Linked DNA regions of Sus scrofa: regions 2, 3, 4, 5 and 6 are each linked to region 1. A link is a contact called in public Hi-C, HiChIP or PLAC-seq and promoter capture Hi-C data. All regions are on one chromosome and are shown on one strand. Each heading gives the region's core, a stretch centred on a gene start, on an enhancer-like site or on the middle of the called end of the contact. The rest is flanking DNA. Distances are from core to core; before and after follow the strand shown. Region 1 holds the start of SPSB1 (SPRY domain-containing SOCS box protein 1). Region 2 holds the start of TMEM201 (transmembrane protein 201). Region 3 holds the start of SLC25A33 (solute carrier family 25 member 33). Region 4 overlaps LOC110261093 (a long non-coding RNA gene). Region 5 has its middle 70 kb from the start of SLC25A33. Region 6 holds the start of GPR157 (G-protein coupled receptor 157).

Region 1 (4,262 bases), core at 1,168-3,667:
TCTCTCTCTCCATCTACTGGGTAAAGTGCTTCCTGCAGAAGACAAGGCCGTCAGAGAACTAGAAGAGTGTTTAAAATGATCTAAGCCAGCCCATCACTATACAGCTGGGGAGGTGCGAAGTGCCTGGCCCATGACCTCAGCACTGGCGACAGTAACCAATGGCAACAGCTAGGGCCCTGGAGACGGTCCACAGCCCCTGGCTGTACAGTCTGGGTAAGCCCGCCACGCTCTCTGGGCCTCTGCTGGGAAAGCAAAACTTGGCCCAGATGGATACCCTGCATGTAAGTAAGATAGGGCATCCCTGGTTCTGTGATTCCTCAGTGAGGGAGAAGCCTGCCTCCGCCCCTAACGCTTCATCTAGCACTTTCCACCACAGCATTTGGGGGGGGAGGTGTCAGGAAGGGGTGCAGCAGAGAAGGGAGGGGCAGCCCCGCCAGCCCCGCCCCCTTCCTTGCCTGCCCTCCTCACTCCCAAACCAGGGTTAGGGGGTCCGCCTCTCCCCGCAACTGTTCCACGGGGCGGGGGGGGGGGGGGAGAGAGAATTCTTCCAAGGACACCAAGCTTTAGTCACCAGAGATGGCATTCTGACCAGCAACACCTGTTAAAACTCAACTCATGACCAGTTTCTGATGCTACTGGCTGGAGCATTTAATTAAATATTACTCACTCAGGAAGCAGCCCCTGCCAACTCACCCCCAAACCGAACAGTTCATTTTCAGAGAAAAAGAGAGGGAGGGAGGAGCCTGCGCCCTCCTCAGCTGGTACCAGCAGAGCTTCCCTGGTCCCCTGTCTCGGGGGCCAGCGCAGCCCTCTTTTCAGAACCAAGGGAGGCAAGTCCAGTTAAGCAGCTCAGGAGCCAAGTTAAGCAGATCTCAGGAGCCAGCGGCCCCCGTGCCAGGTTACCATGGACCGTACACACACACACACACACACACACTCACTCTCTCTCTCCTCTCACGGAGACTCACACACAGATGCATTCAGAAATGCACACTAACTCACACAAAGACACACACGTGCACTCAGAGACACACAGACAATTGCACAGACACACGGAAGCCCTCAGACATATTCACATACACTGTCACACGTATTCACGCACACACACAGAGATGGACTCGCAGACACACACAGCCCCCTCACGTACAGGCACCAGCACACCCCACACTCAACCCACACCAACTGCAGTCTCTCCCTACAGACCAAGGCCCCCGGACCACCCTTAACGTTCCCAGGAGCTTTTGCCTTGAACTTGAACAGGACAGTTACCGCCGACAGACCCAGGCTGCTCTGCTTTTTCTGTTTTAATCTTATTTCCTGACAGCGCACTCGGCTCCCCCTGGGTTGCCGGGAGAAGCCGCGGCGGCTCCGGGGCGGCGGGGAGGGCGGCGCCGCCCGGGGTGTTGCCCGGCGGGCTTCCCGGGGGAGGCGCCGCGGGCAGAGCTGGGGAGCCCCGAGGGGGCCCTTCGGGCCGCGCTGCAGACCCGGGTCCGGGCGGGCGGGAAAAACGAAAGTAACTTCGTGGCGCGGGGTCGCGCTGCCCCCGTGCGGAAGGGCCAGTCGGCGCCCCCGCCTCGGCCGCAAGGATGGTCGCGGGACCGGAGGCCCCAGGGCGTCCCCGCACCCAGAGGTCGGAGGGGGCCGCCGCGCGTCCCGGGCCCCCTTTCTGAGTCTGCAACCTCCGAAACTCAACCCCGGGGGCGACGGTCGCCGGGGCCGCCGGGACTCGCGCCCCGTCTCGCCCCCGCAGGTGGGACTGGGGGCCGTGCGACCTGTCCGTGCCTGCAGCGGCGGGAGCGGTGCTGGGCGGCGCCTCGACCCCCCTCCCGGCACCCACGGCGAAAGAAGGGCTCCCCGCGCACCCCACCTGGTCCCCAGCCGGGACCCTACCCTGTCTCCAGTGCCCGCTCGATCCCCAAGTCCGCTTGCAGATCCCGCGCGCATTCGGCCGAACCCCGACCCACCCAGTCCCCGTGCCCGGGCCTGCCTACCGCTCCGAGGAGGCCGCCGCCGCCGCCAGCTCTCCGGGGCCGAGGAGGCTCCCGCCGCCGGGAGGGAAGTCGCCTCCTTCCCGCGGCCCGGGCGCCAGCGCTTGGAACCTGGTTCCTGCTGCGAGCGCGCGCAGGCTGCCCGAGCGCGACTTCTGTGCAAAAAAGAAAAAGCAACCGAAGCCTTTAAAGTGGAAAAAAAAAAAAAAAAAGCGCCGGGGCGGGGCCGCCCCGCCCCCGCCCCGCCCCCTGCTCCGGGCCGCCCCGCCCCCTGCTCGGGCTCCAGCGGCAGCTCCGGGCTCTGTGCTTGGCAGGGGCGGCAGCGGGGCGCCGGGCGGACTGCGGGTCACGTGCCCGGCGATGGCTCCACCGCCCCCGCTCCCGCCCCTCCTCCGCCCGGGCAGCCTCCCTACCCCCAGGCCATCCGCGCGCTCGGGGCCGAAGCTGAGCGGCCGCGCCAGGCAGCGCCGGAGCTGTGGTCCCTCCGCAGACGTCTTTGGGAAACGCTGGGCAGCCCCCGCTGGGCAAGAGCCCGAGTTGCAACACCAGGAGGGCCGCGGCCGTGCCGCCCCGAGTGGAGGCGGGGGGCTTACTAATAATAATTTTTCAATTCTCTTGGGAGGGTCGGGGTTGTTTCGGTAACCTCTGGAGCAAGGCCTTGCTTGCCTCATCTGAAATTCCCAGCAGTTTGGAGTTCCGTAATTTTAGGACACAGGAGAGGAGTTCGTGGGCCGGCAGAGAATCCAAGGACTCCCCGCCCTGTCCGAGCCACCCCCTGCCCCCACCATGCATTTCCGTCTTGGTACCCACAGGGACACTGGGCTTGGGACGCCCAGACCCTTGGGATCCTGGCACCTCTACACCCGCAGCTCGTCCTCGGCTCTGGGCACGAAGCTGGAGGCGGTCTGCTCCAGGAATGTTTGTTGAATGAGAGAATGAATGAATGAATGAGCGATTAAGGGGAAGGTATCCATCCCCCACCCCCCTCCACCAAGACGTCTCCAGATAAGTGTCCTGTGGCTCTAGCTCATCAAAGGGCTTTTCCTCCCCCGCCCCCAACAGAACAGTCACTTGCACCCTAGAACTGGGACGATTTTAAAGAAAAAACGTTTTAAAGATAAAAACCTCTTTACATTCTTCCACCCCTTGTGTGTCCTGTCCACTGCAGGGAATGGGGAATTAACATTATTGGAGGGAGTTCCCACTGTGGTTCAGCAGGTTAAGAACCCAGCTAGCATCCATGAGGATGCAGGTTCGATCCCTGGCCTCTCTCATTGGGTTAAGGATCCAGCGGTGCTGCAAGCTGTGCCATAGGTAGGGGGTGCAGCTCAGATCCCGCATTGCTGTGGCTGTGGCTTAGGCCAGCGTCTACGGCTCCCATCTGATCCCTAACCTGGGAACTTCCATAGGCAGCATGGGTGGCCATAAAAAGACAAAAAACAAAAACAAACAAATGAAAACATTAGTGGAGAAGTTATTTCATCCTTACCATCACTCTCTAAGGGCAGTTGTAAAGGTGAGGCAGCAGTTACTGGCCAAAGGTCCCGCTGTAGCAGAGCGTGGAGCCCAGCTAGACTCTGAAATCCCAACGTTTGTTTTGGTCTTCTTACCTCACTGGGCTGAAAATCACTTTTGTTTTGGATTTAAAAATTACTGAGGCTCACGGGCAAGATGGGTCTGCGTTCTGGACTCAGGTGAACTCCCCCGGTTTGAGTTGTCTAGGATATTGAACCCCAGCCCGGCAGGGGGGCCGCTGCTGAGCCCCTGCCGGGCCTTCCTGGGACAGCTCCTTCCCCCAGAGACTCTGCTTTGGCTCCTCTCTGAAGTACCTAGATAACAGTATCTGATGCAGAGTTCTTGAGAGGTGAAAATCGCCCTCAGCAGAGGGAGGAGGTGATTGTGAGCACAAAGGTCCCCAAGCCTCCTGGAGCCTGAGGGTTGATCACATTCCTCTCTGTGACTCCGCCCTGTTACCTTACCATCAGCCAATCAGAGGTCCCTGCATGAGCCCATCACTTACCCCCTGCCACCTGCCTCTCCCTGGCTTGGCTTTGTTGTGGTTGTCCTTGTTTTGTCTATTCTAGGGCCACACATGGAGGTTCCCAGGATAGAGGTCTAATCAGAGCTGTAGCCACCGGCCTACACCACAGCTCACGGCAACGCCGGCTCCTTAACCCACTGAGCGAGGCCAGGGATCGAACCCGAAACCTCAAGGTTTCTAGTTGGATTCATTAACCACTGCGCCACGATGGGAACTCCTCCCTCTCTTGGCTT
Region 2 (4,262 bases), core at 633-3,132, 250 kb before region 1:
GGTATCCTCCCAGCACACCTTCAAACCAGCTCACCCAACACTGCACCCAGGCCCAGATGCCTGTCTGCAGCAGCGGGAAAGCTGGGGCTGGCAGCCAGGACCCCTGGGAATGCTGCTACACAAGACAGAGCTCGAGGCACAGTGAGCAAACCTGGTCCTAACCGGGCCACGCCAACCCAAGTAGGGCTGCCAGGCTTGGCAACAATGCCAGCCCAGGCTCCCAGCCCTGGACGGACCTCTCCCGACCCTGGGTTAACTGGAAGGCTGCAGTGTGAGGGAGAAACCAGACACTGGACGCAGTTCTGCTGTCAACATGCTCTGGGAATCTAAGCAAGCAGCGGGCACTGCTGCGCCTCAGTTCCCTCGTGTATCAAGCGACTGGTTTGAACCAGCTGGTTCTGCCACCCCTCCAGCTTCCAAGAATTGGGCAGAAGCTGGGACACGTAGAGATGTGGCTTGTCAGGGACCCCCTGAGGCCACCCCCTCCTCAGCCTGCCAGTCTGGCTCATCCTGCAGATAGCTGACATCCCTCCCACCCCTTCCTCCTCCAGGAAGCCTGTGACTCAGTCGCCCTCACTTCTCTTCCCCTGGGTGAGAAGCAGCGTACGGTGCTGCCTAAGGAAGAACAGACCAACCCTCTGGGTTCCAATGCCAGCTCCCAGCTCCCTGACTCGCTGCTGGGTGGCCGTGGGCAAGTTCCTTCCTCTCTCCCACCGAAAGAGCTGAGCTTCCCACCTCCCTTGCTGATTCTACAAACCCACTCATTCTGTCCCCAGAATGTTCTCACAACCCCCTCTTTTTCCTTGTTCCCTGGGAAGGTGGATCAAATGAGGACACAGTGGGGCTGCCCCTGAGGCCTTGCTGGAGCAAGAAGCCAGCTCTTCGTATGGGGGGAGGGGGCGATCAGCGTATCTTTAAGCCTGGGCCAGGGCAGGGGACACCCACTGAACCCCAGCAGCAACCCGGCCCAGTTTTAAACACCTCTGAAGTATGTCAGGTTTTCTGCTCTTGGAGGCAGTAGGGCCAAGGGGTTAGGGATGCAGGCTCCATGGCAAGGATGCTTCAGCTCACACCCTTACTCCTCTGATTAATAACAATTTATGTAGCTCTTTTGTCCCTCCGCTTCTCTAGGGAAGGCAGGGGTTGTGCCTCTGAAATGAGCTAATGTGAGATTAGAAGGACGCCTGAGACAGCGTATACAGACCAGAAACTGCTGGCTGGGATCACGCTACTCCAACGTGCTCCTGAGGACCAGGGATGGGGGCTGAGTCGGAAAAGAGAGCGGCCCGAGCCCCGCTCGGCTCTCCCTCAGGGTCTGGGGGCCCTGAAGACCCTGCGGCTCGGCCATCACAGGTCTCCGCGGGGGAAGGAAGTTCATAGCCCACGCGCTGGCTGTTGCCGCCCGCCCCACATTCCTGGGGACCCTCAACCCGATCCTCAGCCGCTTCCCGACCGAGGATTCGCAGCCCGCTCTTCTTTTCTGAGGCGGGGGCGTGCACGACGGGGCTCAGCGCGGCACACACGGGCCCCACGCCACACCGCGGCCCCGGCGCGCACGGAGAGGGAGGCTCCGGAGCGCCGGGGCGGGAGGGCCGCGGGCGCGGGCCGAGGCCGCGTGGGCCGCGCGCACTCACCTCCGCGCGATCCGGTAGAGCAGCACGCCGGCGGCGGCGCACGCCGTGACCCCCAGGCCGCCGGCCAGGCCGGCCGTGGGGCAGCGGGCCAGCAGCGCGCTCACTCCCTCCATGGCTCCTCGCGCAGGCGGTGGGCGGCGGCGGGCAGCGTCGGGAGGCGGTGGCGGCAGAGCCGAGGGACGCAGGCGGGACGCGGAGCGGCGGCGCGCGCCTCCCCGCGCCGTGACCTTCGCCGCTTTGTAGCCGGCGCGGGCCCGCCCCCTGACTCGGCGCGCTCCCGCTGCGCAAGCCAATCGAAGCGCCGGGCGAGCCTGGTGGGCGGGGCGCCGGCGGAAGTGGCTGTGCCGCTCGGAGTGCGCCCCCCGGCGGCAGGAGGTGGGAGGCTGCGTGGAGCCCCGTCCGCCCTCCACCGCTTCCTCCGCACTCGCCCGGCGCCTTGCCCAAAGTCGGCTAACTTCAGCATCTCCAGTTACTTGCCAGATCGTAACTAGTCTTCCCCTCTTCTCCCTCCACCGCTAGTCCAGGCTTCCCAACACCTAGACAAGCCGACCAGTTGCAGCAGGTTGGAGCTTCTTAAGCCACTTCCCCTGAAGCCACTCCAAATAAGTTTGTAGGAGTTCCCTTTGTGGCTCAGCCGTTAACCAACCCAGCTAGGATCCATGAGGATGCGGGTTCGATCCTTAGCCTCGCTTAGTGGGTTAAGGACCCAGGATTGCTTTGTGCTGTGGTGTAGGTCGCAGACACGGCTCGGATCCAGCGTTGCTGTGGCTGTGGTGTAGGCTGGCAGCTGCAGCTCCGATTGGACCCCTAGCCTGGGAACGTCCATATGCCGCACCAAAAATCAATCAATCAATCAATCAATCAGTTCGTAGAAACACGAACCCTCCCTGCACACCACCAATCCCCACCAATAAGGAGGAGGTTGAATATACCACAGGACAGCCATGCTTCAGAACATAAATCCAACTATTAGAATGTCAGGGCTACAGGGACTGGCCTAGAGGGGTGAAATAGTTTCATAACAAAGTGATTTGCACATTAATATTTATATCTAAGTTTGAATAAACTCCTATAATTTATGTTTGTAGGAATAGATAATACTGAACAGCAAACAGTTACCTCAGAAGAGCAGGAAGATTATCCAAGAGTTTTAGTATTATTGGTTTGCACTAAATTACTTTTGTCTTTTGAGGGCCACACTTGCAGCATATGGGGGTTCTCAGGCAAGGGGTCGAATCCGAGCTGCAGCTGCCAGCCTACACCATGGCCATGGCCACACCAGATCAGAGCCATGTCTGTGACCCACACCACAGCTCACAGCAACACCGGATCCTCAACCCACTGAGTGAGGCCAGGGAGTGAACCAGCATCCTCTTAGATACCAGTCGGATTCGTTTCCGCTGAGCCACAAGAAGGAACTCTGTGCTAACCTCATTAAAAAAAAAAAAAAAAAAAAAAAGCGAGTTGGAAATGTTCGTATTTAATTACAATGTACTTCTCAGCGTTCCCACACTTCATGCTTTTTGAGGTCAACATTAGAGTCCTTACTGTCCTAGTGAGCGATGGGTTTTTTATCAGCAAATGTTACCTTTGTTTCATGCTGCTGGCTAATCTGCCCCACAGTCTAGTCCTGTGCCTTCACCAGGACCTGCAGGAGGGAAGGGAGCAGGGCCCCAAGCCTAGGCGGTGAGCAGTCTGCCCAGAAGTGCGTCTTTCTTGGGAGGGGTGTTAGCACCGAGGCTTTCCTTTGGCGCGTGGCTGGTTTCACCGCTCATGAATGAATCGCAGTGAAGCTTCCCTTCAAAAAGTGAGACGTGGTATTAAGCACCGTTCTTTCCAAGGAAGGCTGTTTGCACAACGTCTCACTCAAAAGGGCTCAGTGATCTCTGTGGACAGAGAATGCACCCAGCAACTACTAGCATATGCCCGCCCTGACCGGGTCACGTCTGTGGCATCATCATCCTTATGTGAACTGAATGGGATGCTTCGAGGGACCTTGGCTTCAGAGTCAGATCACGGCACCTTCCGTCCATCCACTCAGCAACAGCACAGACCCCCAACTAGTCAGTTTATTACTTACTCGGGCAGGTCATGCAACCTCAGGTCCTCTCTTATTTGTCAAATGTGGATGATGATCATACGTGCCCCACGAGGTTGTCAGAATTAATTTATATGAGAAAATAAACACAACAGGTAAGCAGTGAGGGTTTTAAAGGTGTTATATATGTGACTACTGGAAAATGGTGAAATACCAGTGACTGAGCTGTGGAGAAGAGAACCCAGTCATGGGATTTTACCATTAACAGCTCAAATAGTGCTATTCCCCACGTTAAAATCCCCAAAGCCCCAGAGTTCCCTGGTGGTTCTGTGGGTTAAGGATCCAGTGTTGTCACTGCAGTGGCTCAGGCTCAATCCCTGGCCTGGTCATTTCCACATACCGTGGGCATGGCCAAAAAAAGAAAAAAAAACTTTTCATTAAAAAAAAAAAAAAGAAATCCAACAAGCCCATTTTACAAAGGAGCATCGCTTTTCCCTGCTTGTTCCCTTCCCACTTCTGGTACCCAAGGCTTCTTTCAATGCCCTGGTACAGAAGCAGCAGAGGAATAAATCATACCAGGTCAACATCCA
Region 3 (4,262 bases), core at 982-3,481, 210 kb before region 1:
CATAGCTTCGTAAATGACTTTAATAACATGGCCAACTTGTTTAAAATTCCCCAGAATGACAAATTAATATGCTGTCTGAATTTAGGAATGCCTCTCACCCCTTCTAAAAGCAAATATCAACGGAGAGATAAAGCAAAAGGAGAGGGAACAATAGGGTGGAGATGAAGGAGAAATCCTTCCTAGACATGAAGAAGAACCAAATTTTTTGAAGAAACAAAGTAACCAGGAGTTCTGTTCTGGCTCAGTGGAACTGGACTAGGAACCAAGAGGTTGTGGGTTCGATCCCTGGCCTTGCTCAGTGGGTTAAGGGTCCGGCGTTGCTGTGAGCTGTGGTGTAAGTCGCAGACGAGCTCGGATCCTGCGTTGCTGTGGCTCTGGTGTAGGCTGGAGGCTACAGCTCCAATTAGACCCCTAGCCTGGGAACCTCCTTATGCCGCGGGAGCGGCCCTAGAAAAGGCAAAAAGACAAAAAAAAAGAAAGAAAAAAAGTAACTGGGTAATCAACTACAATAAAAAGTACAAAGAGCTCAGGAACACTTTCATCATGGTTATTTTTGCAGATAAATTCTCAACCACTACTTGCTTGTAATAAGGAACCTATCTGGGTAGCAACGCAAATAGGAAGCTGCAACTAAAATACTCAAATCAAGATAAAAATCTGGAGTTCCTGTCATGGCGCAGTGGTTAACGAATCCGACCAGGAACCATGAGGTTTCGGGTTCGATCCCTGCCCTTGCTCAGTGGGCAGATGATCCGACGTTGCCGTGAGCTGTGGTGTAGGTCGCAGACGCAGCTCGGATCCCACGTTGCTGTGGCTGTGGTATAGGCTGGCAGCTACAGCTCCAATTAGACCCCTAGCCTGGGAACCTCCGTATGCCGAGGGAGTGGCCCTAGAAAAAAGACCAAAAAAAAAAAAAAAAAAAAAGATAAAAATCTAGGATAAATCCTACTTTATGTAAAATGCCCTATACTTAAAAATGGCTGTGCCAGGCCTGTGAGGCGCTCAAATAAGACTCCAAACATTTAGGCGACTTCAAAAGGACCCAAAGCAACCCAAAGCCATTAAAAGAAAAAAATTTACCAATACAAAACATTTTCATTTTTATTTTCCGAAAAAAACAAAAACACCAGCTCCCTTCCTAACCCCCTACCATCCAACCTCCCTAAAAATATGCTTCCTCCACTGAAAAACATCAAGTGCCATAAAGATCAAACTAATGAACGCTTTAAAAACAGGGTGCATCTTAGAATTACGCTGTTTCTGACGATGGACATTTCACAGCAGTTGAGAAGCATTTCAACACACCTTCCTGATCTCACTTTGCCCGTAGATTCCCCCATCAGTCCTCCCACAGACTGCTGACCCCAGGATCACGGTTCACCAGCACTTTCCAGGCCCCTGCAGATACCCAACACCTGCAGCCCTCCCGACGGTCTGAACTCGCCCCTGTGCTACCCTGAGGAACTACCGGGCCAAACCGAGCATCCACAAGGTTGCCCAGGGCCTTCGGAGAAAGGCCCTGGAGGAGAATACAGGCAGGAGGGCAATTAGTATACTGTGCCCAGGAAGGACCATCCCGAGTAACACTCGTAAGAGCAGCCACTAATTGTTTAAAAGGAGAAAAAGCTAGAGACATCTCGGGTTGGAGGATGGGCACGGGAGGGGAACGGACGCAGGGTACAATCACTCTCCCGAGATGCAGCTGGGAGATGGGACAGGCCCCGAGCTTCCCCCCCGCAACCGGGCCTCCCCACTGCCCCGACGCCGGCACTTCCTCCTCGAGAGCCAGCGTTTCAGCCGGGGGAGGGCAGGTAACCCTACCCGGAGCACAGAGGGCACCGGGAGGGCGGGGCCGAGGACGAGAGGCGGGGGCGCGGGGTCAGACCGGGACACTCACCCGCCGGCGAAGAGGTGAAGCAACGTGTTCTCCTTCTGTTGAGTGCCCGTCGCCATGGCCGCGCCGGCTCCGCGGCCCGCCGCCGCCGGCTGCCGTGGGCTCGAGGCCGCTCGACGGATACGCAAGGTAGCCGCTCCACTGGCCCCACTGCCCTTAGGCAGCCGCCCGCGCCGCCTCCATGCGTGGCGCGCGCGCCCCGACGACCGGCACCGTCGGCCTGCACCCTCCACCGCGTGGCCGCAGGCGCCTCACCGGCCTCTGCGGCGCGAGCCCGGCAGCAAGCGGGAGCCTGGCGCGCGGGCGTCGTGTGCGGAGTCCAGGTCGTGACGTCACTCGGCGGCGCGAGCCCGGGGCGGTGCGCGGTGGGGGTGTGGGCCCCGATCCCGAGCGCCCATTGGCCGGAAGGCGGAAGTGGGCGGGGTGACTGGGCAGCGGGAAGGGGCGGGGCTGGACCAATGCGCGTGGAGTGAGAACCGGCCGAAGCTGCCTTGTCCCTGATCTGGAACGCGCAGAAACTGCACTGGGTCGAGTTTAGCGGGACCCTCCACCTGGCCTTTTTTCCTTTTTTCAGTCAAGTTTACTTTGTGATACATAGGATGTGTAAAAACGTATATAGATTATGTATGACCTCTCATATCTGTGTACTAATCTCGCAGTTTAGGGGGAAAAACAAGGTCCAGACAGCCTGAACCCTCAGTATACCAGCGGTGGTATCCTTTGGGTGTTTGGAGGTTTTTGTTTTTTGTTTTTTAAGGGCCGCACCCAGGGCATATAGTGGTTCCCAGACGAGAGGTCAAATTGGAGCTGTAGCTGCCGGCCTACACCACTGCCCCTCGGAATCGGAGCCATGTCTGCAACCTACACCACAGCTCACCGCAAGACCAGATCCTTAGCCCACTGAGCAAGGCAAGGGATTGAACCTCTGTCATGGATGCTAGTCAGATTCGTTAACCGCTGAGTCACGATGGGATCTCTGTTTTTGTGTATTTTTGATTTTTCTAGAAATACCATCCTGTGCTGCGATACCTTTTTGGCCTCTTTTCTGTTCATCTCCAGCCCAGACCTCTGAGCTTCAAGCTTCTATATGAGAGCTGCTTATTTACTTTAATGTCAAACCCAGTCTGGCGACCCATTAACTCCAAGTCTCCCAACGCAGGCTTTCCCTGCCCGCCCCTCCCCCTCCCCCGCAACACATGATTCTATTTAATTTCCTCACAGAGATGTTCCCCTTGTGGCTCAGTGGTAACGAAAGGGACTAGCATCCCTTGAGGACCCGGGTTCCATCCCTGGCTCCATTTCCATATGCTGTGGGTTCCGCTCTAAAAAGACCCCCGAAAAAAAAAATTCCTCACTTAGGCTTCTGCAGTTACTTTGTTGTTTTATTTGTGTAAATTGTCCTGCCCCTGGAGTGTAAGCCTCGGAGTGCAGGGACCTTGTGTCTTTTTGTTCATGGTGTTTTCTGACAAGGTACCTGCCACTAATAATGATCAAGAAACTAATTCCTGAACAGAATTCATCACTTCATTCTTCCCCTCCCCCAAATCTGTCTGTTTCTTGCATTTCCTGTTCTGGAGAATGGTGACTCAACCGTCTGCATAGCTCCCAATACCAGAAACTTTCTCCTTACTTTGGACTTCTCTCCCTCCCTCCCTCTCTCTCCCTCTCTCTCTCTCCCTAGCGCTCTCTCTCTCCCCCCCACTTCCCCCCGCCCCCAGCCCACCTGGCACTTCTGTCTCTTTGAATTCCCCCAAAGCCATCTCCCTCTCCATGTTTCTTTCACTGCTGCTACTGGTTTCAAGCCTCTGTGTCTCTTACAGCAAAAATCTACCTGGTGTCACAGACCACCCCTTCGTGCCTTTAGTTCCTTGTCCTCTGTTCTCATCCCCCTCCAGAGGCACCAGGTACAGAATATATCAACACTTTGTTTTCAATCTCCCAGAGCTGCTAAAAGCAGCACCTTGACCAGAGCAAGCTGCTAGATGTCCAGTGTGTAAACACAAGGAGAGCTTGAGCAGAAAGGAAATTATGTGCAAACACAGGAGCCAGGCATTTGATTGCTGGGACTCTTTAAAAACAACTCTTAGGAGCAGTCATCCAAGATACAAATACTGTATATTAAAGCCATTACTCCCCCTAGGAAGGGGGAAAGCCACACTAATGGTCCACATATGGGGAAAAAGAAGGAAGGAAGGAAAGTAAGCAGGCAGGAGAAAAGAAAGATGTGTCTTCATATTTCCTGGATCTTTCACATTTATGAGGCAGGAGTAGAAAGCAAGAGTCATGCAACACTGCTAACCAGGAGGGAGCTGTTCCTATCTGAGTGGGATTCTAAAGCCAAAGAGCCCTCATCCTCGGAGCACAGCCC
Region 4 (4,262 bases), core at 721-3,220, 180 kb before region 1:
GGCTGCATGGTGGCTTCCACGGGCCCTGGGAACTTCTGCGTTCCTGGGTCCCTTCCTTCATTAGAAAAAATATTAAAAATGGTATCTTTTTTTTTTTTGTCTTTTTGCCTTTTCTTGGGCCGCTCCCGTGTCATATGGACGTTCCCAGGTTAGGGGTCGAATTGGAGCCATAGCCCCCGGCCTACGCCAGAGCCACAGCAACGCAGGATCCGATCCGCGTCTGCGACCTACACCACAGCTCACGGCAACGCCGGATCGTTAACCCACTGAGCAAGGGCGGGGATCAAACCCGCAACCTCATGGTTCCTAGTCGGAATCATTAACCACTGTGCCACGACGGGAACTCCCTAAAAATGGTATCTTATAAGAGTTTCCTTGTGACTGAGCCGGTTAAGGATCTGACATTGTCACTATGGTGGCTCAGGTCACTGCTGGGGCACAAGTTCCCTCCTCAGTCTGGGAACGTTTGCATGCTGCAGGAGCAGCCCCCCAAAATTATTTATTTATTTGTTTGTTTATTTATTCTTTGTAACCAAAATGTGTGTATTGGGATCCTTTCCCATTCATCTTGATTCAGGGCATTTCAGTGCTGCTTCCCCCGAAGGACCATCCTTCTGTTCACCTTGCTTTTCCTCCTGTGTGCTGGCAGAGGACAGGCGAGCACAACACACGAAACTGTTGGTGCAAGGCTAAGATGCTGCTTGAGGGAGTTCCCGTCGTGGCTCAGCGGTTAATGAATCCGACTAGGAACCATGAGGTTGTGGGTTCAGTCCCTGGCCTTGCTTAGTGGGTTAAGCATCTGGCGTTGCCATGAGCTGTGGTGTAGGTTGCAGATGCGGCTCGGATCCCAAGTTGCTGTGGCTCTGGCATAGGCCGGTGGCTACGGCTCTGATTCGACCCCTAGCCTGGGAATCTCCATCTCCATATGCCACGGGAGCGGCCCAAGAAATGGCAAATAGACGAAAAAAATAAAATAAAAAAAGAATCCAGCTAGTCTCCACAAGGACATGGGTTCGATCCCTGGCCTTGCTCAGCGGGTTAAGGATCTGGTGCTGCCATGAGCTGTGGTGTAGATCGGAGATGCGGCTCGGATCCCGCGTTGCTGTGACTGTGGTGTAGGCTGGCAGCTGTAGCTCCGATCAGACGCTTAGCCTGGGACCCTCCATATGCTGCAGGGGCAGCTGTATATAGACGGCATTTGATTTTATAGCATTCTGGGCATTTCACACCCAGGAAATAGGAATTGGGGCTCTGTACCGGGTGCTGCTTTTGTGTTTCCTTTTCTCTGGAGAGCGTTGAAGGAGATCCTTTGTGAGAGTCATGTGATTTTTTTTATCTCTCTATTTTTTTTTTTTTTTGGCTGCCCTGAGTTCCTGGGCCAGGGATCCGATCCAAGCAGTCAGGACCTAAGCCACAGCTGTGGCAATGCTGGATTCTTAACCCACAGTGCTGGGCCGGGGATCAAACCTACGTCCTAGTGCTCCTAAGATGCCGAGGATTCCGTAGTGCCACAGTGGGAACTCCGAGAGAGGCATGCTCTCATGGGAAGGTTGTCACCACTGGCAAAGGTAAAATATGTGTTTTATAACCGTGTTGGTATAAAGATAAAAACATAATTCTGGCTGGATTTGCTGGTATATATTTATTATTAACATAGTCTCTATTTTCTTCTGATTTTTGTAAAGTAATTGAGCCATTTTTGTGGGCTCCTGAAAGCCCCAGGGCCCGGGGACTCCTGCTGGGCCTCCTTCCCATGGCTGTATTAGTCTTTGATGATTGTTGGTATCCAGGTTTTTTGGGGCTAAGCGATTTACCCACAAAGTTGAATTTCTGCTCTGCCAAAGGCCCCTGGGGTGGGTAGCCTTGCTCCCCTAAACCCACAGATGTGGAGGCTGAGAAATGAGGTGACTGGTCCAAGGTCAGGCACAGCTGGGGCTGAGCCCAGGGCTCGCCACACCCACAGCCACAGCACCTGTGCCACGGTCACTGCCAGGAATAGAAAGAACAGTACAGAAGGAACCATAGGGCTGCGGCCGCATCTGGGGCCCCGCTCTGCTTTCCCACCCCTTCCCTTGACACTGCTGGGCTCAATGTCCTCGGTGTTGCTCAGTCAGTACCCAAGGCAGCTGGCACCCTCCAGCTTCTGCTATCTCAGGCCCAGGGCCACTGTCCCATGACAATCAGTCAAAGGCATCCCTTCCTCAAGACCCTTGATTGTCAGGAAACTGGTGCACTGACCGTACCCATTTGTGGCATGTCCGGGATGTGAATGGTTCTCCCTCTGATGTGTCAGGGGCATATCCTGCCCAACCTTTCAGGGTGGCCCCGTGTCCAGGACTCTCATGCCCCAGCACCACTATCTGCTTTCAAGGATCCTTTAAATGATGATCGGCCAGTCCTGGTAGAAAGCTAGAGATTAAAGTGTTTGCAGGGGATTTCCCATCGTGGCTCAGTGATTAACGAATCCGACCAGGAACCATGAGGTTGTGGGTTTGATCCCTGCCCTTGCTCAATGGGTTAAGGATCTGGTATTGCCGTGAGCTGTGGTGCAGGTTGAAGATGTGGCTCTGATTCTGCATTGCTGTGGCTGTGGTCTAGGCCAGAGGCTACAGCTCCGATTAGACCCCTAGCCTGGGAACCTCCATATGCATGGGAGTGGCCCTAGAAAAGGCAAAAAGACCAAAAAAAAAAAAAAAAAAAAAGTTTGCAGTAGAAAGGAGGGGGCTGGGAGAAAGTTTTCAGACTGGCACCAGAAAGAGGGTTAAGGGGATGCAGTTGGAGCTGAAAGAAGAAGCCCAGGCTGCCTGGTGGACATCGTGGCCACATAGGGACCTGCACTACACTCTTTTAGGGAGTGGTACTTGGGGTCAGGAACATCCAACATAGTATGAGCCAAAAGTGAGCCTTGGAACATCCATCAAGTGGTACAAAAGGAAAGATGAAGGCAAAGTTAAGTCTGCCTGGGCATAAAGGACAACCAAGAAAGGCTTAGAGAAAGAGAAAATATGAGCTGGATTTTGCAGGATGAATAGGAGTTCGCTGTGCCAAGAATCCAGGAAGAACATTTAAAAAGATGTGTAGAAGAGAAGCAATAGAGAGGCTGAAGACTCTGGAACTTCCAAAGACTCCCGTGTCACCCGTATTCTGGCACAGAAACCCCACCCCCCATGTTACAGTGTTGGTTTTTTTTTACTGACATCTCTTTCCCACTGCACTGCAGGCTCCTGAGAGCAGGGCCTGGGTCTAGTTTGGCTTGTATTTCAGAACCAGGCTTTGGGCCTGGCATAAAGGGGATCTTGGTAAATATGTATAGGATGAATGCACTACCTAGAGATTTATTGTCTGTTGCAGCAGAGTTTAAGGGGCTGGGGATTAGAATGGGAAAGTAAGAGGAAGCAAGTCTGAAAAGATCAGCTGCAGACATTGTGTGGGCCTAGGGGCTCTGCCCTGGCATCTGTGTTTCACCAGGTAGGGATGTAGAGTCAACAGAAGGGTGATCCAGACCTGCCTAGGTGGGGTGGTCTCCAGTTCAAATGGGAAGAGCCCCAAAATAGCAGAGAAGAGCTGGGGAAATTGTTGGGATTGTAGGCTTCTGGCCATATCTACTTGGTTTAAAATGATAGCAGTCCCACTGAGCGTCTCCCAATTAGAGGCATGAGTCAGGAAGAACATCACAACTTGCTGGGTCAATTTTGTTGGGGTGGGGGGGTATGGCAGCCTATGGGACTTGTAACCTGTCACAAGGTTAGTGCATAAAATTATTCACTCATCACCATGACTAAGTGGGGTTTATTCCAGGTAGGTAAGGTTAGTTCAACATTCAAATGTCAACAAATGTAATCCATCACATCAATGCAAAGAAGAGAAATCACATTGATATGATCCTATCAATAAATGCAGAAAAAGCATTTGATAAAATCCAACATGCATTCATGATTAAAACTCTCATCAAACTGGATAAGGGGGAACCTACTCAATTTGGTTAAAAAAAATCTGCAAAAACCTACAGCTGACATCATATTTAATAATGAGAAGCTTGAAGCTTTCCTGCTAAGATCAGGAACAAGGCAAGGATGTTCCTGCTCACCACGCCTTTTCAACATGGTGCTGGAAATCCTGGCCAATGCAATAAGATAAGAAAAGGAAATAAAATGTATATGGGTTGGGAGCAAGGAAGAACGAAACTGTCTTTACTCACAGATGACATGGTTGTCTATGTAGAAAATCTGAAGGGATCAACAAAAAAATCCTGGAACTAATAA
Region 5 (4,262 bases), core at 884-3,383, 140 kb before region 1:
AATCAAAACCTTCGTGTAATCATGTTTGCAAATGTTCATCTCCTGCGCTACGCATAATAGCCAAAGCGTGGAAACGAGGCAAATGACCATCAACTGGCGAATGGAGAAACACAATGCGATATCTCCACGCAATGAAAAGTGACTTACGCCTAAAAGGAAATGAAGTAACCATGTGTGCTACAGCAGGGATGAATTTTGAAACATCAAGGAGCAAGTTACAAAATACAGCCTATTGTATGAGTCCATTTCCATGAGGTATCCAAAACAAGCAAATTCCTAGAGACGGAGTGTAGATTAGTGGCTGCCTAGGGCTCCAGGGCGTGGAAAGAGTAGCAGATGATGGCTAAAGAGTGCAGGTTTTTCTTTTTGGGGGGACAAAAATGTTTTGAAATGGTTTGTAGGGTTGGTTACACGAATCAGCAAATATACGAAAACCCACTGCCTGGTGTAACTTTCAAAGGGCGAACTGTTCTGTGTGTGAATTACATCTCAATAGAAAAAAATGTATATGCCACAAAAGCAAGAATAAGAAATAAGTGAGGAGTTCCTGTTGTGGCTCAGTGGTTAACAAACGCGATTGGTATCCATGAAGACGCATGTTCGATCCCTGGCCTTGCTCAGCAGGTTAAGGATCTGGTGTTGCGGTGAGCTGTGGTGTAGGCTGCAGATTCGGCTTGGATCCCACGTTGCTGTGGCTGTGGCTGTGGCCGGCAGGTACAGCTCTGACTGGACTCCTAGCCTGGGAACTTCCATATGCCGTGGGTGAGGCCCTAAAAAGACAAAAGACAAAAAAAAAAAAAAAAAAAAAAAAAGCTCTTATTTTCCTGCTTCAGTGAAAATTAAGCATGTTTTCATGTTTGGTCATTGATGTTCTTGCATTTCCAGAAAAAAAGAAATCTATCCCAAATTTGGCATATTGGAGTTGCCGCTGTGGCACAGTGGGTTAAGAACCTGACTGCAGCAGCTGGAGGCGTGAGTTTGATTCCTGGCCCTGGCACAGTGGTTAAAGGATCCGGCATTGCTGCAGCTTCGGCTGGGATTCAATCCCTGGCTGAAGAACTTCCATACGCCATGGGTGCAGCCATTAAAAAAATAGCATTTAAGGTCAGAGAGTACCTGCAACCTGCAGGTCTTCTCCAGTGGGGTTGATGATGCCGGGAAGGAATCGTCTACATTTCTATCTCAGGGTCCCTGATGGGCCTTCGAGAGCCTGGCCTCAGGGACCTCCCGGCCCTCGCAGGAGATGGGCGCCAGCCTCCTCCAGGTGTCTGTGCGCGGAAGTCCCTCTCGCCTGATTCCAAAACCGTCGGTGGCAGATCCCTGAGAGGAATAACAGAATGCTTGGAAGGATCCCAGCTCCTGAATAACACATATGGCGGAGAGAGAAATTCCTGTTGGATCCCCAGTGACTGGGGTTCAAGCCCAGAGCCCCTTATTGACGCTGCGTGCACAGCCACATGTGTTCTTTTATGGGAATCAAAGCATCCGCCCCTGGATGGAATCTGGGTCCAGGACTGGAAACATCGGGCGTGAAAATTGAAGCCTGGAGAGATTGTGGCAGCACTGGGGCTGCATCCAGAGCTCCCTCCCCATAACTTCCTCTCCGCTTCAAGCTGGGGCCTGGAAAGCCCGGGATCCATCTTTGGCCTTTCACGGCCGTTTCCACTTGACCCAGAAGATGGGCACTGATGTTGGATTGTTCTGAGACCAGAACTTTTTACAAGCACGTGGCATGTGTTTTTAATCTTCCCTGGGAATTTCTGTCATCATATCTGGGGCCACAGCAGTGATGCTGGCTGGTTATGGCTTCCTTCCCTAGGACCGGTGGGCAGCATCTGGGACCCCAAGGGACCCCCTGGCCGTCTGCCTCTCCCTGATCTCAGCCCTTCAATGCCCTATGCATCTTCCCTGGGATAAACACCCCCTCGCCCCGCACTTGGCCAAAATCTCAATTAGGACCTCCAAGACTGAACTGCATCAACCTCCCCTTGCCCGATCAAGGATGCAGCCCTCGAAGGGACACGAGCAAAGCTGCTCCTCTTGGGATCTGCACAAAGGTGGGAAGACGCTGGGCGACTGAAGGTGGAGGCGTCGAAGCTGGGCGCTTGGGAGGGACGTGGGGATCTGCCCTCGCCAGAGGGCGCCACACTCCTTTACTGCTCCCTGGTCTTGCTTCCAGGTTTCAGAGGCTCAGGAAACAGGGTCGGGGTGCCTTCCAGATTCTCAAAGCCACCACTTTGCCAGCTACTCACAGGCATCACACTTGCCCACGGGGGAGCCCAGTGGTTTTATGGGAGAAAACTCGGCTCACCTGATGAGATCTTTGATCAAATAACCAGCTTTTGTATTGAGCAACCGACAACAAATGGCGTTCCCTTCTTCGTTTCCATTCTGTTTTATGACTCAGAAATAATTTCCCTCTTTTCCAAGTACAGCATCAACCCCATTTGGGATCTTTAGTGGTAAAACAACCCGAAAGAAGTAGATCTGATGGGGAGTTCCCTTGTGGCGCAGCAGGCTAAAGGATCAGTGTTTCACTGCTGTGGCTCGGATTCAGTTCCTGGACCTGGGAACTTCCACATGCCTCGGGGGTGGCAAAAAAAAAAAAAAAAAAAAAAAAAAGAAAAAAAGAAGGATCTGACAAAAGGGAGCCTTTCTCTAAAAAGAGCCTGTTTAGGAGTTTCCGTCGTGGCTCAGCGGTTAACAAATGTGACGAGCATCCATGAGGATGCAGGTTCAATCCCTGACCTCACTCAATGGGTTAAGGACCTCGTGTTGCCATGAGCTGTGCTGTAGGTCACGGATGAGGCTCCGATCTGGTGTTGCTGTGGCTGTGGTGTAGGCCAGCAGCTGTAGCTCTGATTGGACCCCTAGCCTGGGAACCTCCATAAACTGCGGGTGTGGCCCTAAAAAGACAAAAAAAAAAAAAAAAAAAGAAGCAGAAAGAAAAAAGAAAAGGAGGCGGGGTCTCAACCAGAGTTCCCTTCATGGTGCAGCGGAAAAGAATCTGACGACGAACCAAGAGGTTGCGGGTTCGATCCCTGGCCTCGCTCAGTGGGTTAAGGATCCGGCATAGCCATGAGCTGTGGTGTAGGTCACAGACGCAGCTCGGGTCCCAGGTTGCTGTGGCTCTGGTGTAGGCCGGCAGCTATAGCTCTGATTAGACCCCTAGCCTGGGAATCTCCATATGCCCTTGAGAGTGGCCCTAAGAAAAGGACAAAAGACAAAAAAAAAATTAAAAAATTAAAAAATAAAAAGGGCCTGTTTACAGACCTGTTAATCTAGTTCATGAATTTTTTTTTCCGCTTTTTTTTTTTTTTTTTAAAGAGCCACACCCGCAGCATGTGGAGGTTCCCAGGCTAGGGGTCTAATCGGAGCTGTTGCTATCGGCCTACACCAGAGCCACAGCAACACCAGATCCGAGCCTCGTCTGTGACCTACATCACAGCTCACAGCAACGCTGGATCCTTAACCCACTGAGCAAGGCCAGGGATCCAACCTGCAACCTCATGGTTCCTAGTCGGATTTGTTTCCACTGTACCACCACAGGAACTCCCAGACCTATTAATCTCAGGTGCAGCTGCTATGCCAAGAAACTGTACCAAGACGTTTTTCTTTCTTGGTGCTGTTGGTTGTTCTAAGATGGCCGTGACCAAAGTCCTTGGCCACACAGGGATTGGGCCACCCTCTGCCACATGTACCTGGGAGGGTATCTCAGGACAGACTGCATCGTTGCAGGGCTCACAGTCCGTGGGCCCCATGAGTGAAAGCTGCTCGGAATCCTATGTAGGAAAGGCCAGTCCCAGAGTAGTGAGAGGAACCTCGATGTTCCCAGCAGGTGAGCGAGAGGAGGGGGTCATGCCACTAAGAAGTGTGTGTTTATACCTGTGTGACTGCAAGTGTGTAAAAGTTACAAGGATGGAGTTCTGTGATGGCTTAGCAGGTTCAGGGTCTGGGGTTGTCACTGCTGTGGCTTGGGTTCGATCCCTGGCCTGGGAACTTCTGCATGACACTGGCGTGGTTCCCCCCCTCCACAAGTCACAAGGATGCAATGCGGTGTGGTCCCTCCCCTCTCCATTCTGCCTGCCGGTGCGCTTTGCTCTCAGGCACAAAAGCCAGGCCCCAGGGCAGTTCACGGATGCTCCCACTAGTGACAGGCTCCTGGCCTCACGGGGCTCCGTGTTGATAGCGGTGTAGGTGGCCTTCCCATCTGGCCCCCCACCCACATGCCCCAGGGCGCCTGGAATGTTGGGGAGGGCAGC
Region 6 (4,262 bases), core at 992-3,491, 140 kb after region 1:
CCAGAATATACACTTCCCGCTCAATAACAAAAATACAACTCAATTAAAAAGTGGGCAAGAGGAAAAAAATTAAAAATAAAAAAAAAATTTCAAAAACATAGGCAAGAGGAGTTCCCATTGTGGCTCGGTGGAAACAAACCCGACTAGGATCCATGAGGATGCAGGTTCGATCCCTGGCGTCGCTCAATTAAGGCTTAAGGATCCAGCGTTGCTGTGAGCTGTGGTGTAGGTTAGAGATGAGGTCAGATCCCACGTGACTATGGCTGTGGTGTAGGCTGGCATCTACAGCTCTGATTCAGCCCTTAGCTGTGAACTTCCATAGGCCACAGGTGTGGCCCTAAAAAGCAAGCTAATAAATAAATAAATAATAGGCAAGAGATCCTAACACACATTTCTCTAAAGAGGGTATGCAAATGAACAATAAGCTTATGAAATTATTTACATCACTGTTAGAGAAATGTAAATCAAAACCACAATGAAACACCACTTCACACTAGTAGAATCCAAAAGCAGATAATCAAAAGTGTTAGAATGTGGAGAAGTTAGAGCTGCAGGAATATAAAGCGGTGCAGCCACTTTGGGAAACAGTCTGGCAGTTCCTCAAAAAAGTTAAAAATGGAGTAACCATATGACCCAGCAATTCTACTCCTGGGTATGCACCCAAGAGAACTGAAAATCTATGTCCACACAAAAACTTGGATATGAGGAGTTCCCATCATGAGTCAGCAGTAACGAACCCAACTAGTATCCATGAGGATGCGGGTTTGATCCCTGGCCTCTCTCAGTGGGTTAAGGATCCGGTGTTGCTGCGAGCTGTGGTGTAGGTCGCAGACAAGGCTCAGATCCTGTGATGCTGTGGCTGTAGTGTAGGCCACCAATGGTAGCTCTGATTCAACCCCTAGCCCAGGAACTTCTATATGCCTCAGGTTTAGCCTTAAAAAGACAAAAAAAAAAAAAAAAAAAAAGTATATGAACATTCATAGCAATTTTATTTATAATAGCCAAATGTGGTTATCAATTAATAGGCGGAAAAACAAATGTGGGATATCTGTACAATGGAACATTACTCAGCCACAAAAAGGAATGAAGCCCTGTACATGCTATAATGTGGATGAAACTTGAAGACAAAGTGAAAGAAGCCAGTCACAAAAGACCACCTATTATTTGATCCCATCTCTGTGAAATTTCCAGAAAGGTAAATCCACAGAAGTTGGATTAGTAGTTGCCAGGAACTGGAGGGGAGAGAGCGATGCAGAATGACTACAGGTAAAATATGAAATTCAACTGAGTGAATCCTAAAGATCTTATTGGCTTTATTCACCAATCATGAATCATGCAGCATCACTCTGAAGGGCTGTACGAAGTGGAAGGGTTTCATAGACAAGAGATGGGACAAGGGACGGATTCTAGCAAAGAGCTGATTATTTCAGGCAAGACTCCCTTCTTTAGGCACATGGCAGGGGTCTCTCTGATGGGTTGCTTCACTAGTGCTGAGCAGGAAATTCCAGATTGACTGGTTAAGGTTACATTCCTGGGAGAGGTTGAAACTACAATTACATTAAGTATTAAATTTCGGTTTGGTGATGTGAGCTTAGCACAAGTGATTCCATTTTGGACCCATCACCCCTTGACACTACTGTGTTTCTTTTCGAGGGAATGAACACGTGGAATTAGATAAAGATGATGGTTGCACAAACTTGTGTACACACACACACACACAGAGCCTGGCTCTAACGAAAGAAGGTAATATTAGCCCTAAAAATGCCAGTCCATCCCTCCCCAGAACTGGACGTCCTAGCTGTCTGGCCAGAGCCAGAGGCTCTGTGGGGAGGGGGGGTAGTGCAGCGCTGAGGAATGGACCACGGGCATGAAAGGAACCGGGGGGCAGGGGCGGGGCTTAGGGATGGTGCTGGGGAGCTGGGGGTTTGCCTGGGGTCTGGGGCGCTGGGCAGGGAAAGGCTCAGAGCCCCGCGCGGGGCCACAGTCGGGACGTGGGGGCCACGGGGTGGAGCGTGGACACGCAGGGGCGTGGTTCGAGGGCGGGGGTGGGGCGCGAGGGCGGGGCGGACTTGGGCGCCACCGGGTGGAGCGCGGAGGGCGCGGGGGCGTGGCGTGGGGCGGGGGCGGGGCCTGGGAGCAGGGGCGGGGCGGGGCCTAGGAGCAGGGGCGGGGCGGGGCGCGGGCGCGGGGCCCAGGGTGGGCCGGGAGGGCCGGGAGGGGCAGGGACTCGGGCGGGGCGGGCGCTGGGGCGCTAGCGGCTCGTGGGTCGGTGCCCAGACGGCGTCTGCCGGACGCGGGGCCGGGCCTCTGTCCTGGCGGCGCCCCGGCCCGCTCCGCGCCCGGCCATGTCTCCTCCCGCGCCGCCCACCGAGCTGATGCCGTCGGAGCGCATCGTGGTGTTGCTCTCGTGCGTGCTGTCCGCGCTCGGCTCGGGCCTGCTGGTGGCCACGCACGCCCTGTGGCCCGACCTGCGCAGCAGGGCGCGGCGCCTACTGCTCTTCCTGTCGCTGGCTGACCTGCTCTCGGCCACCTCCTACTTCTACGGGGTGCTGCGGGACTTCGAGGGCCCCTCCTGGGACTGCGTGCTTCAGGGCGCGCTGTCCACCTTCGCCAACACCAGCTCCTTCTTCTGGACGGTGGCCATCGCCCTCTACCTGTATCTCAGCATCGTCCGCACTGTACGTGGGCAGGGGGCCAGTCGCCTGTTCTGGGCTTTCCACATCGTCAGGTGGGTGGCAGCGGCGGTCGCAGCTTTCCCTCTGGTCCCCTGACACCCTCCTGGGCCTTTTCTGCTGCCCCTGTGACTCTCGCCCCCCTCTGGTCCCCGCTTCTTGGTCGGACCCCTGGCCAGGCCCCCGGCTGGCAGGGTCTGGTGTCTGCTCCTGCCCCGGGGCAGCTCGGGGCCAGCGGAGTGATGCTAGGCTTGCCGAGAAGATGAGCTTGTTCTGAACATCGCCGCCAGGGGTACCCCTTTGAGGTGGCCCCAGCTTGAGCCTCCCAATGAGGTAAGCGCCTCAGAGCAGCCCCTGGAGGGCAGGGGCCCAGAGCTGGCCCTCAGAGCACTTCTGGTAACTTGGAAGCACCTCAGCTGGGCCCTTGGCCTCCTGCTTAGCTGCATCCTGGCCATCTCTGCTGTGGGCGGGGCTGAGGAGCAGCACCTGGGAACCAGGCTGGGCCATGAGTGTGGTCCACTCAGCAACTCCCAGGCTTCCCTCCACCCAGCTCTGTGCCAGCCGTGCGCAGAGCTTCGGCTGTAAAATTTAGGAAGAACAGTCCTGTTTATTCTTATCTTTGCTCATCTCGAAACCTCAGGCCCCAATCCCTCATTATCTCGGTTCTAGATCTTGACTTTCTTTCTGGAGTTCAGCAGCTCTGAAGTTGAGGGTCAGTGGCAGAGGCTGGTCTGGAAGGAGAGCTGCCAGCTGCCTGCAGTCTCTGAGAGCAGAGAAAATCAAGGCCTGGTCCTGCCCTGCCACGGAAGTGTCTGCCCAAGTTACCTTCACCTATGGGAGAAGGTTGCCCCTTCCTGGTGTAATCTCAGGATTCAAACATCTGGAGGTGTCCTGTGCTGAACCCAAGGCAGGAATTTATAGAGCTTCCTGCCTCTTCTCCCTCCTCTAGATAAGAGCACCAAATGCTGCCCTAATTATAGGTCTTCTCTGTTGAATACTTGAGTTCTTTCCAAGGGACTGAGGACAGTCAGCACTTTGGTAGAGACAGGTCACCTGGGTGTCACAACAGTGAGGTCACAAGTCTGTAAGAGTCACTTGACCTGCAGGTCTCAGAGCTGTTGGATGGAGGCCAGCTGGTCCTTGGGAAACCAAAGGCCTGCTTCTCAGCCGTTCAAGTCGGAGTTTGTGCAACCAGGCATTCAGACCTGCCTCAGGTGCCGCAGAGACCCCCAGAGAACAGGGCTGCTCTTCCTCCCTCTGTGTCCCGCCTGATCTCTGCGTCTGTTTTGGAGACCAACCAGTGCTTGGCAGGCTGGTTAGGTGTGGGCATCGTGGAGCTCACATGTACTTGGAAAGAGCCCCAAGACCTTCTTTGCAAGCTCCTCTTCTCTTTCCCCGCTTCTTTTTTAAAATACTGAATATAGGGAGTTCCCTGGTGTCTAGGGGTTAGGATTTGGCACTTTCAATGCAGCAGTCCAGGTTCATTCCCTGATCTGGGAACTGAGGTTCCACATCAAGCTGCTGAATGCCATGCCTAATAATGATGATGATGATAATAATAATAATAATACTGAGTACTTTCAAAGTGAT

The links. Promoter capture Hi-C pulls out the DNA fragments that hold promoters and counts their contacts. Hi-C and Micro-C count contacts between places; a contact is called where the count stands out from the background. HiChIP or PLAC-seq counts read pairs in DNA pulled down with a chosen protein or histone mark.
Region 2: a promoter capture Hi-C map of liver shows a contact between it and region 1, with 4 times the contacts expected there. The contact joins the promoter of TMEM201 here to the promoter of SPSB1 in region 1. A contact is called at or near these places in 4 of 5 promoter capture datasets (fetal liver, fetal skeletal muscle, liver and 1 more), 14 of 47 Hi-C or Micro-C datasets (alveolar macrophages, embryonic fibroblasts, fetal liver and 8 more) and 2 of 2 datasets of contacts at active chromatin or transcription factors (alveolar macrophages and skeletal muscle).
Region 3: a contact with region 1 is called in an H3K27ac HiChIP or PLAC-seq map of alveolar macrophages. The contact joins the promoter of SLC25A33 here to the promoter of SPSB1 in region 1. A contact is called at or near these places in 1 of 5 promoter capture datasets (fetal liver), 1 of 47 Hi-C or Micro-C datasets (heart right ventricle) and 1 of 2 datasets of contacts at active chromatin or transcription factors (alveolar macrophages).
Region 4: a contact with region 1 is called in a promoter capture Hi-C map of skeletal muscle, with 15 times the contacts expected there. The contact joins the enhancer-like site here to the promoter of SPSB1 in region 1. A contact is called at or near these places in 3 of 5 promoter capture datasets (fetal skeletal muscle, liver and skeletal muscle), 25 of 47 Hi-C or Micro-C datasets (adipose tissue, blood, embryonic fibroblasts and 14 more) and 2 of 2 datasets of contacts at active chromatin or transcription factors (alveolar macrophages and skeletal muscle).
Region 5: a contact with region 1 is called in a Hi-C map of alveolar macrophages, with 3 times the contacts expected there. The contact joins the enhancer-like site here to the promoter of SPSB1 in region 1. A contact is called at or near these places in 4 of 5 promoter capture datasets (fetal liver, fetal skeletal muscle, liver and 1 more), 27 of 47 Hi-C or Micro-C datasets (adipose tissue, alveolar macrophages, blood and 14 more) and 2 of 2 datasets of contacts at active chromatin or transcription factors (alveolar macrophages and skeletal muscle).
Region 6: a contact with region 1 is called in an H3K27ac HiChIP or PLAC-seq map of alveolar macrophages. The contact joins the promoter of GPR157 here to the promoter of SPSB1 in region 1. A contact is called at or near these places in 2 of 47 Hi-C or Micro-C datasets (embryonic fibroblasts and epiblast stem cells) and 1 of 2 datasets of contacts at active chromatin or transcription factors (alveolar macrophages).

The regions. Positions count from the first base shown.
Region 1 is chr6:69,718,693-69,722,954 of Sscrofa11.1, reverse strand. SPSB1 (SPRY domain-containing SOCS box protein 1) reads right to left here and starts at 2,417. Exons shown (of 5, transcript XR_002344884.1): 1 at 2,402-2,417; 2 at 1,992-2,143.
Region 2 is chr6:69,970,998-69,975,259 of Sscrofa11.1, reverse strand. TMEM201 (transmembrane protein 201) reads right to left here and starts at 1,882. Exons shown (of 10, transcript XM_013998955.2): 1 at 1,635-1,882. The coding sequence starts at 1,747.
Region 3 is chr6:69,932,779-69,937,040 of Sscrofa11.1, reverse strand. SLC25A33 (solute carrier family 25 member 33) reads right to left here and starts at 2,231. Exons shown (of 7, transcript XM_003127538.6): 1 at 1,898-2,231. The coding sequence starts at 1,953.
Region 4 is chr6:69,902,784-69,907,045 of Sscrofa11.1, reverse strand. All of the region lies in intron 2 of LOC110261093 (a long non-coding RNA gene), which reads left to right. Among named protein-coding and RNA genes, the nearest start is that of SLC25A33, 30 kb to the left of the region's middle. Within about 2 kb of position 1,970, at least 2 of the 83 cell types and tissues checked have an H3K27ac peak or open chromatin away from gene starts, as enhancers often do. A contact at or near this core is called in skeletal muscle, where this site is marked.
Region 5 is chr6:69,863,047-69,867,308 of Sscrofa11.1, reverse strand. No RefSeq gene overlaps it. Among named protein-coding and RNA genes, the nearest start is that of SLC25A33, 70 kb to the left of the region's middle. Within about 2 kb of position 2,133, at least 8 of the 83 cell types and tissues checked have an H3K27ac peak or open chromatin away from gene starts, as enhancers often do. A contact at or near this core is called in alveolar macrophages, where this site is marked.
Region 6 is chr6:69,579,635-69,583,896 of Sscrofa11.1, reverse strand. It overlaps GPR157 (G-protein coupled receptor 157), which reads left to right and starts at 2,241. Exons shown (of 4, transcript XM_021095284.1): 1 at 2,241-2,732. The coding sequence starts at 2,346.